2 separate regions of the Sus scrofa genome follow, and region 1 is linked to region 2. Evidence: chromatin contacts called from public HiChIP or PLAC-seq data. All regions are on one chromosome and are shown on one strand. The core of a region is the stretch at or near the end of the contact, and the rest is flanking DNA. Distances in the headings are between cores, read along the strand shown. Region 1 has its middle 48 kb from the start of ATP1B1. Region 2 holds the start of ATP1B1 (ATPase, Na+/K+ transporting, beta 1 polypeptide).

The links. HiChIP or PLAC-seq counts read pairs in DNA pulled down with a chosen protein or histone mark.
Region 1: an H3K27ac HiChIP or PLAC-seq map of skeletal muscle shows a contact between it and region 2. The contact joins the enhancer-like site here to the promoter of ATP1B1 in region 2. A contact is called at or near these places in 7 of 47 Hi-C or Micro-C datasets (blood, embryonic fibroblasts, heart right ventricle and 3 more) and 2 of 2 datasets of contacts at active chromatin or transcription factors (alveolar macrophages and skeletal muscle).

Annotation. Positions count from the first base shown.
Region 1 is chr4:81,981,214-81,988,072 of Sscrofa11.1, forward strand. No RefSeq gene overlaps it. Among named protein-coding and RNA genes, the nearest start is that of ATP1B1, 48 kb to the left of the region's middle. Within about 2 kb of position 4,433, at least 24 of the 83 cell types and tissues checked have an H3K27ac peak or open chromatin away from gene starts, as enhancers often do. A contact at or near this core is called in alveolar macrophages, embryonic fibroblasts and skeletal muscle, where this site is marked.
Region 2 is chr4:81,934,350-81,940,764 of Sscrofa11.1, forward strand. ATP1B1 (ATPase, Na+/K+ transporting, beta 1 polypeptide) reads right to left here and starts at 2,666. Exons shown (of 6, transcript NM_001001542.1): 1 at 2,441-2,666. The coding sequence starts at 2,537.

The sequences.
Region 1 (6,859 bases), core at 3,183-5,682, 49 kb after region 2:
AATTCTGACCTCCAGAACTGTAAGATTGTAGATTTGTATTGTTTTAAGCTACTGAGTTTGTGACAATTGATCACAGCAGCAACAGGAAACTAATATAGGTCCATATACTGAGATTTTATTTTGATTACTGTATTTTTCCATTCTAAAAATACCCATTTTATTCTTTTATAAATCTTCTATTTCTTTGCTGAGGCTTCCTATTTTTAAAATATTTGTTTCAGCCATATTCACAATTGCTTGTTGAAGCATTTTTATCATTGGCTGCTTTAAAATCTTTGTCAGATAAATGTAGTAGCTCTGTCATCTTGGTCTTGGCATCTATTGAATTTTTTTTTCATTAGTTGGGATCCTCATGGTTTCTGGAGTGATGAGTGAATTTTTGATTGGAACTTGGACTTTTTCAAATAATATTCTGAGGCTCTGGATCTTACTTAAACCTACTCTTTTAACTGGCCTCCACTGACACCATTCTGGCAGGGGAAGTGGGGCTGCTACTTTGTTATATTTAGGCAGGGTAGAAAGCCAGGTTCATCACTTGGTCTTCATGAATACTCAAGTGGTGAGGGTTAGGGAATCTCCTTATTACTGCTGTTGGGGATGGGATTTCCAGTGGTGAGGGTGTCCTCATTAGCACTGGGTGGTGGTGAAAGTTCTGATTCTCGCCTAGGCTTCTTATGACACCTCCTCACTGGGGAGTGGGAGGTATGTCTCATTACTGCTGGATAGTCTCTCCATGTGGAGCGAAGTTACGGCTGCCTACTCGTGGTAGTGGGATGAAAGCCTAGAGTCAGGTACCTCCAAAACAGAGACCACAGAAGGTCTCTGGAAGGAGAGAACCTTACTTCTCAGAAGCCTCTTAGTACTTGAATGCTCCTCTGTTCAAGTTAACTGCTTTGGAATTCTTTCTTTAATTACCTTTTTAAAAGAAGAATGTTTTTCTGATTATAAAATTAGTATAGTTTTGTGTTGGAAAATTGGAATATCCAGAGAAGGAAAAAGGGAACAATACTTCTCTAAAACCTTTATTGAGAGACTACATGAATATTTCTGTGCCTTTCCACTGTCTTTTTCTCTATCCATCCATCTATATAAACATAATTGTGGCTATTCTTTTGTTTGCTTTTAACCACCGTTTTTCCTTCAGTTTTATACTATTATAAATGTATTCCTCTGTCGTTGAATATTATGGAAACCATGCTTTTTGATAACTCCACTATATTCAATTATTTGAAATTTAGCAATAATTCTCATATTGTTGAATGTTTTAGTGTTTATTATTTCTCACTAGTATAAATACTGCTGTGATGAGAATGCTTGATTACAAGTCTTTTCAATTCCTAGAAGTGGAAATACTTTAGTAGAGGGTATTTGAGACTTTTGATACATATCATCAACTTGATCTCTGGAAAGATTCTCAATTTATATTCCCACCACCAGTATTTGAAAATTCTTGCTTCACTCTTGTCTCATGGGCATTGACTGTTATCATTTAAAAAATATTTATGAATTTGAAGGCAAAAAATGTATCTTACTGTCATTTAATTTCCATTTATTTTATTACTAATAGTGTTAAATAACTCTTTTTTTGCCATTTTAATTTCTTTTGATGACTGCTTTTTATGATTTGCATCTTTTTTTTTTTTTTTTTGATGGCTATACCTGCGGCAGATGGATGTTAACAGGCTAAGGTTGAATTGGAGCTGCCACTGTGGCCTATGCCACAGCCACGGCAACACCAGATCCGAGCTGCATCTGCTATCTATGTGCAGCTTGCTACAATGCTGGATCCTTAACCCACTGAGAAAGGCCAGGGATAGAACTCACATCCTCACAAAGACAATGCTTGGTCTTTAACCTGCTGAAGCCATAACGGAAACCCCCCTATTGCAGTTTTCTTATTAATGGTTTGTTATGTGTGTTACAAGGATACTTTTCCAGTTTGTCATTGCCTTTTAATTTTGTATATAATGGTAAACGACATAGAGAAGTTTACAATTTTAAATTTGCTGTCTGTTGTTTTTCTCTTTTCTTTCTTTTTTTAATATATTTTATTTATTTATTTTTTATCAATAGAGACTTTATTTTTTGTTTGTTTGTTTGTTTGTTTTGTTTTGCTTTATCTAGGGCCTCTCCCACGGCATGTGGAGGTTCCCAGGCTAGGGGTCGAATCGGAGCTGTAGCCACCAGCCTACGCCAGAGCCACAGCAACGTAGGATCCGAGCCGCGTCTGCAACCTACACCACAGCTCAGGGCAACGCCAGATCCTTTAACCCACTGAGCAAGGCCAGGGATCGAACCTGCAACCTCATGGTTCCTAGTCAGATTCGTTAACCACTGCGCCATGACGGGAACTCCATCTTTCTTTTTTTTTAATTCCAATCAAGCTTTCATGATTAGAAGGTCCTTTTCTATCTACTGCTGTATAACTAATGACACCAAAACTCAATGACTTAAAACAACAACAATTTGATTATACAGTTTTTGCAGGTCAAGGTTTTTGCGGGCTCAGCTGGTGACTTTTCTGCTCCACCTGATGTTGATAGAAATCATTTCAGTGTTCATCAGCTGGCTGATTGGGAGGATCCAAGGAGGTGACACCCCTGTGTCTGGAGCCTTGTGGAGACAGCTGGAAGGCCCGGTTCAGGAGGGACTGTCCCCCAAGTGCTTCCACATGGACTGTTTGATGTGGCAGAACTGGAGTAGTTAGAATTTGCACATGGCAGCTCAGGACTCCGAAAGGGGGGTGTTCGAGCAAATAACTGTAAGGCTTTTTATAATGTGGACTTTGGATGTCAACTCTATTGGTCAAAGCAGTCTCAAGCCTACCCAGATTCAGAGAGGCTTCATGGGAGACAGATCACAGAATTTGCGGCCATATTTAAAAATTTCCACTTTACCCCCAGATAAGTTAAACTCACATATGTTCCTTAAGTTTGTTTATGCTGCTTTTGCAGCTGCAGATTTTCCTTTTTGTTTCTTTTTATAAACACAAATCCTCAATCAATCAAGAAAATGTATAAACAAGCTTATAATGAAGTTCAAATTTGAATATTTCCCCCTAATAAGGGAGTTCACTATAAGCTTTTCTTGAATAATCATCTTTTTGCCAATGGCTAACTATTATAGGCATTGAACTTTTATGAATATTTTTGTTGATGGAGGAAAAATGCCCTTCACTTTTCTCTTGACCTTTCTGGCACTCCCCAAGATAAAAGTGGATCCTCCTGCTTAAGTCTAGTTTTTGTCTGAGGGGTGACCAACCATACTAGTGACTCTGGACTGACCAGCAAGCATCTTTCTGAAAAGTCTCTCTCAGCTGGGAGAGCTCTGTGACTCTGGGCCTGGCTGTTGACCTAATTCAGAGGGGCTCCTATTTTTCAATCTACTTTTTATGATAGCAGGCTCTCCCACTGCAACAGGGCTGTGTACCTGGGGCTGCTGCCCTGGATGTGTCTGAGGTGGTGTTGTTGTGATTCCCAGTGTAATAGTTCCTGGAGCAGATTGTTTCTAAGATGAAGTAATATGACTTCTTGTAAAGGGAGAGGCATTAGCTCACTTTTATTGAGGTGCTTAGCTCTGCTTCACAAGGAGGAAAACTCCAGGACTACGAGATTGTTTTTTCACGACCTCCTCCTCTATCTCTAGTTTTTGTTTATGCCAGCTCCTCCCTACATTCCTCCACCCCAGAGGGACTTCTGATCTGGCTTCCAGCTTCCTCACTGACATCTCTGCTTCCTTCTCTCAACCACACAGGAATGCAGAGCTAAGCCCTGTGTCAGGTCTCATAATGCTGTATTCCACTGCTTGGTCATCCTTTTATTAATAACCACCCACGCTGTTGCTGCAATTGTTCCTTATATATTGGATATTCTGGTAACCTTACTACCTAATTTAATTCTCTAACAGATTGGAGTGGGGGGGCAGCTTCTATTATTCTATTTTTAGATAGAAGTGGATGCTTGCCTAGAGACAGGAACACACTCAGCTATATAGTTTGTAAGTGGTGGAGTAGAATTTTAACCTTGGTTGACGCTTAATTTTTAAAGACTATGTGATACTTCCCCTCTTCTTTCATCTTAATCCCCAGTTCCTAACTGTGGATTGGTATTTCTACTTCTCCCTGAAAAAGAGCACACACAGCTGATACCATGGGCCACAGGAGAAGGACACCTGCCTGGGGACATATAATCCTTCTGGCAGGAACATTTGAAACCCAGCTCTCCTGAAAGTTTACTTAGCTCATCCCTCTGTTTCTAGCCAAGTCTTTCTGACAGGTAGGAACCTCGTCTCTTAGACAAGGTACAGCAAGGATGGCCACACTGTAGCTAGTGGGCCTCCCTCTGAAAACTCCTGGCCATTTCCTCAGGGGAGTTTTCTGGGTAGCTTATCTCTGCAGCCTCATGACTCATTTCTTCTTTTCGAGTCGGTTCCAGAGGAAATTTGCTTCTATGGTCAGAGGCCAGAGCATACTCCAGCCCTCTCTGGAGAGAAGCAGAGTCAGAGAAGAAAGAGATTTCATAATGTAGTAGTGTTGGTTGTTCATTGCTGAGGAATCCGAGGGTTGGTTTGCATTTATCCTGGGTGGAGCTCCCAGCAGCTGAGGAAGGCCTGCTGTAGGAAGAGGAAGGGCTCCAAGGGAAGGACTTCTGGGGACCAAGGAGGTAGAGAAGTCGGGGAGGCCCCCAGAGCCTTCACTCTCTTTTGGCCCTTCTGAGAGCACAAGATTGAGCCCTAAGCTTTCAGCACCTGTGGTCCTGCCAGATTTCAGAGAGTGTGATAGGAGTGACTGGCCAACCTAAAGTCAAGTGAATGAATAATGAGTGATCAGTGGAAGAGCAACTTGATATCAAATGTTCCACCTGATATAAATTTTGAGAGGAAAGCTTGCAGTCATGGCTTTAGGATCAAACAGTTTCTTGACCTATTTCTCTTTGTAAAACTATTTTTCTTCTCAAAAGGATTAGAAGATTTCAAGTTTTTCCAAAAAAACCTTTATAAACTCCCCAGAAGTGTTTCAGTGAAGTTGTAAATTGTACTTTTTGACCATAAAAAAAAAAACAAACAAAAAAACACAGTAGCCTTCAAAGGAAGGCATTGGTGAATTTTGTAACAAAGACTAAAACTGAGGCCAAGTGTCCCTGTTCCAGTCTTGACATTTATCTGGAATCGGGTTGTGTGTACCATTAAACTGCACGACTCAGCATGCATGACAAGATTTTTTTTCTTTGCGTTGGTAAGCCTACTTTAGCATTTTGCATACAAGAAGATTTTGGTGGGGCTTTGCTACTGCTTCATCCCACACAGATAATAATGGTAAAGTCATTATGAGTTAACACTTTTGGAAGTCTTTATCTCTTCAACCAGATTGTAGCTCTGAGTAAGCAGGATCCTTGTCTTATAATAGTTTGATTTCCCAAAGCTTAAAATTAGGATAATTTTACTCATTTCCTTCCTAGAGAGGTCAAGGGACCAAATTTCTCTGTTGCAGACACTGTTGGTTGCCTGCCAAAGGTTTGTTTCCTTCTTTCTACCTTACCGTCAAGCTCTGATTTTGGTTGTGTCCTTTGAAAGGTTATGTCCTTTTTAGGCACTGAGCTCTACCTAACCACAGAGGGTGAGACTTCATTGGTCTAGGCCAACTGTGGTGGCCTTGTCTTGTGTAAAAATTGTTTTAAGCCTGGGCAGATTGTGTTGATTCTGGCCATTGAGACATGGGGGTTGTCTGATGGAGGGACATAAGGTGGGGGCATTCCTTTTTTCTGTCTCTGAAGATTGTTGACATTATCTGAGGCCTGATCTACAGAAGAGCTTAGAATTGGGGGGGAAAGCTGCGGAAAAGCTAAGGTAGGTCTGTGGTATTTCCATGTCAATGAATTGACCTTTGCTGAAACTGTCCCACCTCCAGACTTCACATAATATGAAACAATCAACATTCTTATTATTTTCAGACACTTCTATCCCTTAGATCTTCTATCCTTTGCTGTCCATAACATCTTACACAGCCTTGTTCAGAAAGGTGAAGTTGATGGTTGGGGAAGTCAAGGTAAAAGGCTCCTTTCTTTTTCACATATGATGAGAAAGGAGGGAGCCATGTTTGAATGGCAGTTTTAGCCCATCTGTCTCCTAAGGCAACTTCTCTGCTAATACTCTGAAAAGACCTGGTACTAGTGGGAAAGCTAATTCTGAAGGTTGAGCTGGTTCAAAAGGAGAATACATTCAAGAAGTATCAAAGAAAGGTGTTCTCCCATCTGACCAGAGGCAGAACTTGCTGTTGATACATTTCTTCACACCAAGAAGAGATTCTAGCCAGGTGTGCCCTGACTGCTTGTGGATATTTTTGTACAAACTTGATTTCAAAATGTGACCCTCATCTTGGCAAGTTGAGATGGAGACAGAGCAAGAGATGGGGGGGTATGTGATGGTGGGGGTGAAGTGGGACAGGAGCTCTGTAGCTCAGTGCAGGGCCATGCTGATAAGCATACATCGGACATGAGGGGCAGTGGACACTTTCTAGGTTGGAGTTTTAAACATAAATACATTTATCAACTTAACTGATATTCATTGAGCACGTGGGACATGTCAGGCACTGTGTGAGGTACCTGAGAAAGAAGGAAAAATGGTCTTTGCTTATAAGGAACATATAGCCTAGTATACATTCCAGCCTTAGGTAACTACCCCCAGCCCTCTCTTGCCTGTCAGTCCTCCCCCTCATAAATTATGGCACCACTGGTGTGCAAATGCACGCACATCAATACTCTTACAAATATTCCACACATTTCCTTGTTAGCAGAATTAGTAAACGCAGCATTTTAAGTCTGCTAACACTTATCAAGCACCTACTCCGAGCCAAATGGTGTGG
Region 2 (6,415 bases), core at 1,416-3,915:
ATTGTACCACCTAGCCAGGGCGGCTCAGAGAGTAAGCTTTAGAAATAATTTTTTCCTTTTAGACAACTTTTCTTTTCTTTTTCTTTCTGTTTTGTTTTGTTTGTTTGTTTTTTTAAATACAAGTAACAGAGGTTTTCCAGTCAGGGAAAAAAAAACCCAAAAAACCTAGTACCCTTCAAAAGGTCACAGGCTGAAGGGAAAAGGGCATCTGGGCCCAGTGGTAAACATTAAAACCTACCAACACCTGTACTAACTTAATAAAAGGGTGGATAGCACCAGGTGATTTGCATGCTGCACTTTCTCCAGCAGCTTACAGGCGAGGCTCCTGCGTCCATCTTGGTGAAAATCTACCTACAAACAGAACTGAACCAAGGACAACCTGCCCTCGTCCCAAGGGCATCCATGTTGGGCCCAGTGCTGGAAAGGTGGCATTCTCTCCATAGGAGACAAGTGGTTGCTGTCACTTTCTCTGCCTAGGAGAGGCTCTGTCATTTCTTACATTGCCAGAAAGGAGTAGACATATTAGTGCAAGATAAAACCTGAATTTTTAGCTCAACACCTCACCTCCACCTTGTAAAATGGAAAGATGAGACTAGAGCACCAGTCCTGGTGTCTGCATTCATTAGAGTATTGACACCTTGCTGTATGAGCTATCAAGACACAAATGACTCTCTCTTATGTGGAGGTGCTGCATTATTAAATGTCAGCTTACAGAACAAGTCCTTCCATTCCTACCCTCTAAAACAAATATTATTGTGGAATCGGAATGAGGAAAGAAATATATTTTATGAGAGGGAAAAACACTAGAGGGCAAATTTTACAACATGCCTGGAGTCAATGCAGTCCTTGGCCCATGACAAGGCCGGAGTCAGATCACTATGGTAGGAACCCCTAGTGAATCTGGGAGAAGGCTCGTCCCGCAGTGCACCCCTCAGGCCTCACTAGTTACCAGGAGTTGCTAGGAGATGGCCCAGGCCAGGAGCTGTTCACCCTATACACACCCAGTGTTCTTCAGGCTTTCCCTTCCACATTAAGAAACACAGAGAGCTATACTTAATGCATGAGAACTATGGCAGTAAGCCCACTGAAGGATGGAGATTTCCCAAAATAAAATAAAATACAAGCTAAAAGCCATCACTTTAAAGACCTACATTTAACATGGCTCAGGGATATCTATTCTTCCCAACATAGGTATGGGATGAGGTTTCACCTTGACTAACCTTGAAGTGTGATGCATTATTAACCCTTCACTTTTTAATCAAGAGACACACTACAGGGTGCATTTTTTTTTCCTCTACAGAAAATCATATATTCTAGCTTCTTCCATTTCAAAATGTCAGCCAAGCAATATTTCCCTGACTCATTCTCCTGCCCATGCTCACAGATCCTCCCAATCAGGAACACCACATCAGCACCTACCCAGGGCTCCCTTAGTGGCTGCAGTGGTGGTGCTAGTGGTGCAGATGATGATGATGGTGATGATGATATTAGAGAAGGGGGGGCAGTGATGCAGGAGGGGGGAGTTCCCTCCCTCTCTCTCTCTCTTCCGCAGTCACGACTCTTACAGATTTGCCTACAACTGCCCTTCAAAATGACCTTTTAAAAAAAGTCACCCTTCCTGTGTAGAGAGGTGGAAGACAAGTAAGCAATATAATTTTCAATGGGGAGGGGGTCTATTTAGCCAAGCAACAGGCTGCCCCAAATCGTATCAGATGACCTGCCTCTGCCTTTGTGCCATTTATTTCACACTAACCCTTCATCGTACCCGGTTCTGCATCTGGCTCTGTAGACACTGACAACAACCCGATTTTGCCATGTTTTGGGGCCAAGGCTCAGAAACGGAGTCCTGACATGGAGCTTCCTGGGTCATTCCTGGGCTGTGATGACTCCACGGCAGTTCACTGGAGGAAACTCTGGGCATCGCTACGAAATACTGCAGTGTGTATGGATTCTGCCATCACTACCGCTCCCCGCACCCCCACCCCACCCCCGCCCGCCGCCGGCCTTTGGAGGTACATATTTAGACTAGAAAAAAAAGGTGCTTTAACACACAACCTCGCCTGCATTCGGTCCGATTACCCTCAGGCTGTTCTTTCAGAGCCTCAAATCTTATTTTTTAGGACCTGACTACAAGAAGAGACATATCTAGTCTCCCACAGCCCGACCATGCCCAGGACCGAAGGGCTCAAGCGATGTCATATAAACTGCAAGTTCCCAAGACCGCTACAATATACGTAACCCTCTGCTTGCCCGCGCCTATCCAGGGATTCTGAATTCCATACAGGACAGCAAGCCCAGGCCCGCGCGATCGTAGCAGTGCTCACCACCCGACCCTCCGCCCTTGCCAGCGCGGAGCGCGCGGTGCGGTCCGCAGAGCCTGCCCGGGGGATGAGCCGAAAGGCAAGGCGCTGGGGGCGAGAGCTGCGAAACCCATACTTACACCAACTGCCACCGGTCCTGCCCAAAAACTCCTTCTTTTCGGAGTTCCAGATGAATTTCTTCCAGCTGCCCTCCTCCTTGGCTTTTCCGCGGGCCATGGTGGCGGGTCAGCAGCTGCTGCGGGGATTGAAGATGGGTGATTGCCGCGTGCGCTCTTGCGTCCTCTCCTGCCGATCAGTGTCCCCTGCCTGGCTCTCCGCAGGCTGCACCCGCCGCTGCCGCTGCGGCTTTCAGAGTGCCAGACGCGCGGTGGAGGAGCAGAGTCAGGAGCGGGAGGAGGGGGAGGCGGCGGCGGCGGGGGCGGAGGGAGGAGGGAGGGACCGCGCAGGCTGGGCGTCTCCGAGCCCCGCACCTATTGGTGGGCGCACGACCGCTCACTGGCCCTCTTTGGTCCGCCACGCGCTCCCCTTGCCCTTGGGGATTCGGGGGCTCCACAAACCCGCAGCTGCCACTCCAGCTGCCACCGAGGACGCGTGCTCGGCCCCCGCCTCCTGTGACCTCTGCAGAGACAGGCAGGGGACAAGGAAAAGTCAAAGGGAAGGACGAACAAATGGACTGCGGGCCCAGGCTACAGCCACCCGCCACGAGCCGAGAAATTGGCTGAGGGCGCACGCCCTACCTTTACTATATACCGCGCCGTGGCGACGGGGCGCCCCGCCCACTAGCGACCCGGCGGGCCAATAGCCGGCGTGGAGGGGGCGGGGCCTGGGGCCCGAGGGGGCGGGCGCGGGGTTGGCACAAAGGAGCTGCGGTAGCGGCGTGAGGGGCGGTCTAGGGAGCCAGGGAGCGGGGGCGCGGGGAGGGGCGGAGAGAACTGTGAGTGGCGAGGCCGCAGCACCTAACAGCCCCCTCCTCGCGTTGGGCTGTGCACGAACCCGCCTTTTCCGTAGTGAGGTGACCCGCACCTGCCTTGCCTGGCGCCCCGCAGACCCTTCGGGACCCCAGCCCGGCTGTCCCGATCCAGTCAGTCCCTCTCGTGCACTCTCAGCCTCTCTTCTCCGCACTTCCACTTCTCCTAGGCCCTAGCTGGGTGGGGGTAGGTCACTCCGGGACGCCTGAGAATCAGGGACTCTGCCCAGCTCCGCCCCGCCTCTCTGCTGCTGCACCTGCCACCCCCTCCGGTCTCCCCGCCACTGCGGTTGCAGTTCCGGCCCGTCCCTCTCCTTCCAGGCCAGCCCAGCCAGCAGCCCTGGCTCCTGACTGCCGGGCTATGCTCCTTGTGGGCGGCCTGAACCACCTCAAGCAGGATAATTGCCAAACCCACCCAGGGCGGCAAGCCGGATCCGGGGTTTGAAAGGGGTAGGAGGTGTTGGAGGCCGACCAGCCGGCCCCCAGTGGGTCGCTCCTTCAGAAACCAGTCGCATTGCCTGGCGGCTCACACCAGTCTAGACCCCGGCGGCGACAATGTTTGCACGTGACCTAGCCACCAATGACTCCCCTTGGCGTCGAATCCCAGGCTGGTGTTCTCAGGGACGGGTTTTCACGCCCCTTGGGTGGGTACCGACCACTTTGTTCTTCTCTAAAAGACCTGGGGCCAAAAAGGATCTGGAAAGCCTAGTATAAATCGCGAGAAGGTGCAGGCAATCCTTGGCATCCTTTATCCCTCCCCCTTCTTTATCCCCTGTGCATCAACAGCCAAACTCCTTGGTTTCATCTCCCTCCGCCAAACCCCTGAGCAGCTTCACACATCCCTCTTGAGGCAGTGACACAGCAGAAATCAGCAGGGGCGCCTCTGCAGTCAATGTACAGAAGCTACATCCCCAGGGAGCTATGTAGCCCATCCCAGAAAAGATTTCCCCTCCCTGTATCCAGACAGACAACGCAAGGGAGGCTTGTCAGGGTTTCCTTTCTGTCACCCAGGTCAAACTCGCAGGTCTATGGACAAGCTTGAATTGCTGTAGCATGAGCTCTTCCTCATCAGTCCTTCCAAAGGCCCACCTGCGAGACTTGGGCAAACCTGAAAATTCCTGAAATGCAGAAGCAGCCACCCATCCACCCCAGCCCCAGAGGGCCTGCTACAAGTAGGGTTCGGTCAAGGGCAGCCTTGAGAACTGCATGTTCAGAGAGGAAGCCACCCCCGCCTTGCTCCTGCAGTGTTTATGTTGGAAAAGCCCCAAGTTGGTGGTAGAACTGCAGGAAGAGGCTGCACCTGCACCTGCCGATATGATGCCCAGCCCCCTCCCAGCAGAAGTTACCTGACAGAGGAGTTTCCAGAAGGACAGGTCACTGGGAAGGGCATGTGTTTATCGAGAGCCCACTATGTGTAAGACGGAGGAAAGCCTGTGGGCAGAATCAGCCAAAAAAAAAAAAGAAAGAAAAAAAGGATGAGAAGAGGGAAAGAGGGAAAGGTGGAGAGGGAAGGGATGAGAGTTGTGTGGGGGGTGCCCTTTGTGCATACTCCCTAAGCCCACTCTTCCCATCCCTGACTCATTGATATTCCTCCCCCCCCACCTCTTTTTCTCCCCTGCCCCTTTCTTCTTCTCTTTTCCAGTAGAAGTAATAGTACTGCAAAATATGTGGAGAAAGGCTCACATTAACAGGTCTCTGATTAGAACCCCCATTTTTTCCTTAAAAAAGTTCTCCAGACCCATGGCAAATGCCAATTAGACTGATCCTGTGTCTGGCAAGGATAAGCTTTCTCTCTTGTCCTTGACCTATTGTCTTCCTCTGGGGGATACACCCCACCCCCACCAAATTTTACCTCCTCAGCATGTAAATTCTTCCCAGGTGCTGACAAACCTTGAGGATCATGCCTTCACAGCCAATGCAGCATCTCATTCTAAACCAGCCTCCCTCTGGCTTCTACAAACCTCTGTGTTTCTAAGCAAACCTGGCATTGTGGCAGGAGAGTGTGATCTCAGCTCTATGGGAACCAGATTCAAATTCCACCTTACACTCTAAACCGTTTAGAGCTGTTTTACCCACCTAACCATGTCACCAGAAAGAGTGACCTGGTGAAGGGCAAGACAGACCTGCATTCTCCCTCCCAGCTTCAGTACCTACTACTAGTGTGACCTTGAGCAAGTTACTTGTTCTCTCTGGGGCTATTCCCTCAGTTGTAAAACTGAAGTGATACATTGTTGCAAGGATTAAATGGGAGATGTGGGAAAGTGCTAAGTACAGTGCCTGGTGCATAGCAAGAGCTATTAAGTAGCTGGCTTAATTATAATTAGCTTTTTCCATTTGACCTTGTCTAACCTTGGGGCTGTTCTAGGATTTTGCCACCTTCCTCTGACAGCCCCTCCTGCCAGGGCTCTGAGTTCCCTTAGAAGGTCACCCTGACTAATTCTCCACCCTCTGTGCCACCTTTCCCCTTGCTTTCCAGTGTGCTTCCTCTTCTGTGACCTCCTCTAAGTTGAGTAATGAATAACTTGAGCATACGTTGTCCCTTTGGGTGTGCTGGGCTGGGCTGGGCTTGTGTTCTGAGGCCCCTTCAGTGAAGGGTGCTGTAGCAGCAGGTTGAAAGCTGTGGGTGTGTTGTTCTATGGAGGGAGGGGTGCCCTGGCAGTTGGAGCAAGTGGCTGGGCCTGGGTGGTGGTGGGGGAGGTGTGGGCCACAGGGAACTCAGAAAGCTGATCAGTACATGCCAGTGGAGGTCCAGTATTTCTCTGCAGGAAGAAAGAGGAAGGAATTCTAAAGGCTCAGTGCCGAGACCAGCTCGGCAGGATGGGGCTGAAGGACGGGTGCTGTGAAACTTAAGGGAAAAAGTTAACATAAAACAGGACACAGAGACGTTTATCTTAAGTAAAGGTGGGAACTGGGGGACTCAAGGTCTCAGGACCAAGAGCCCCACCTCAAGAAACCACACTGCTTTTATTGTGCTCTTTAGGATGACATCAAGTGAGGAGGGGGCTATGGGTGGAGGATATAGGGTTTATTATTTTATAAGTTCTTTTATTATTTTAAAAGTCACTTAGCTGGTAGAAGGTTAAGCTTTTACTCTGACCTTTAGGCACATAATAATTAGCATTTGAGT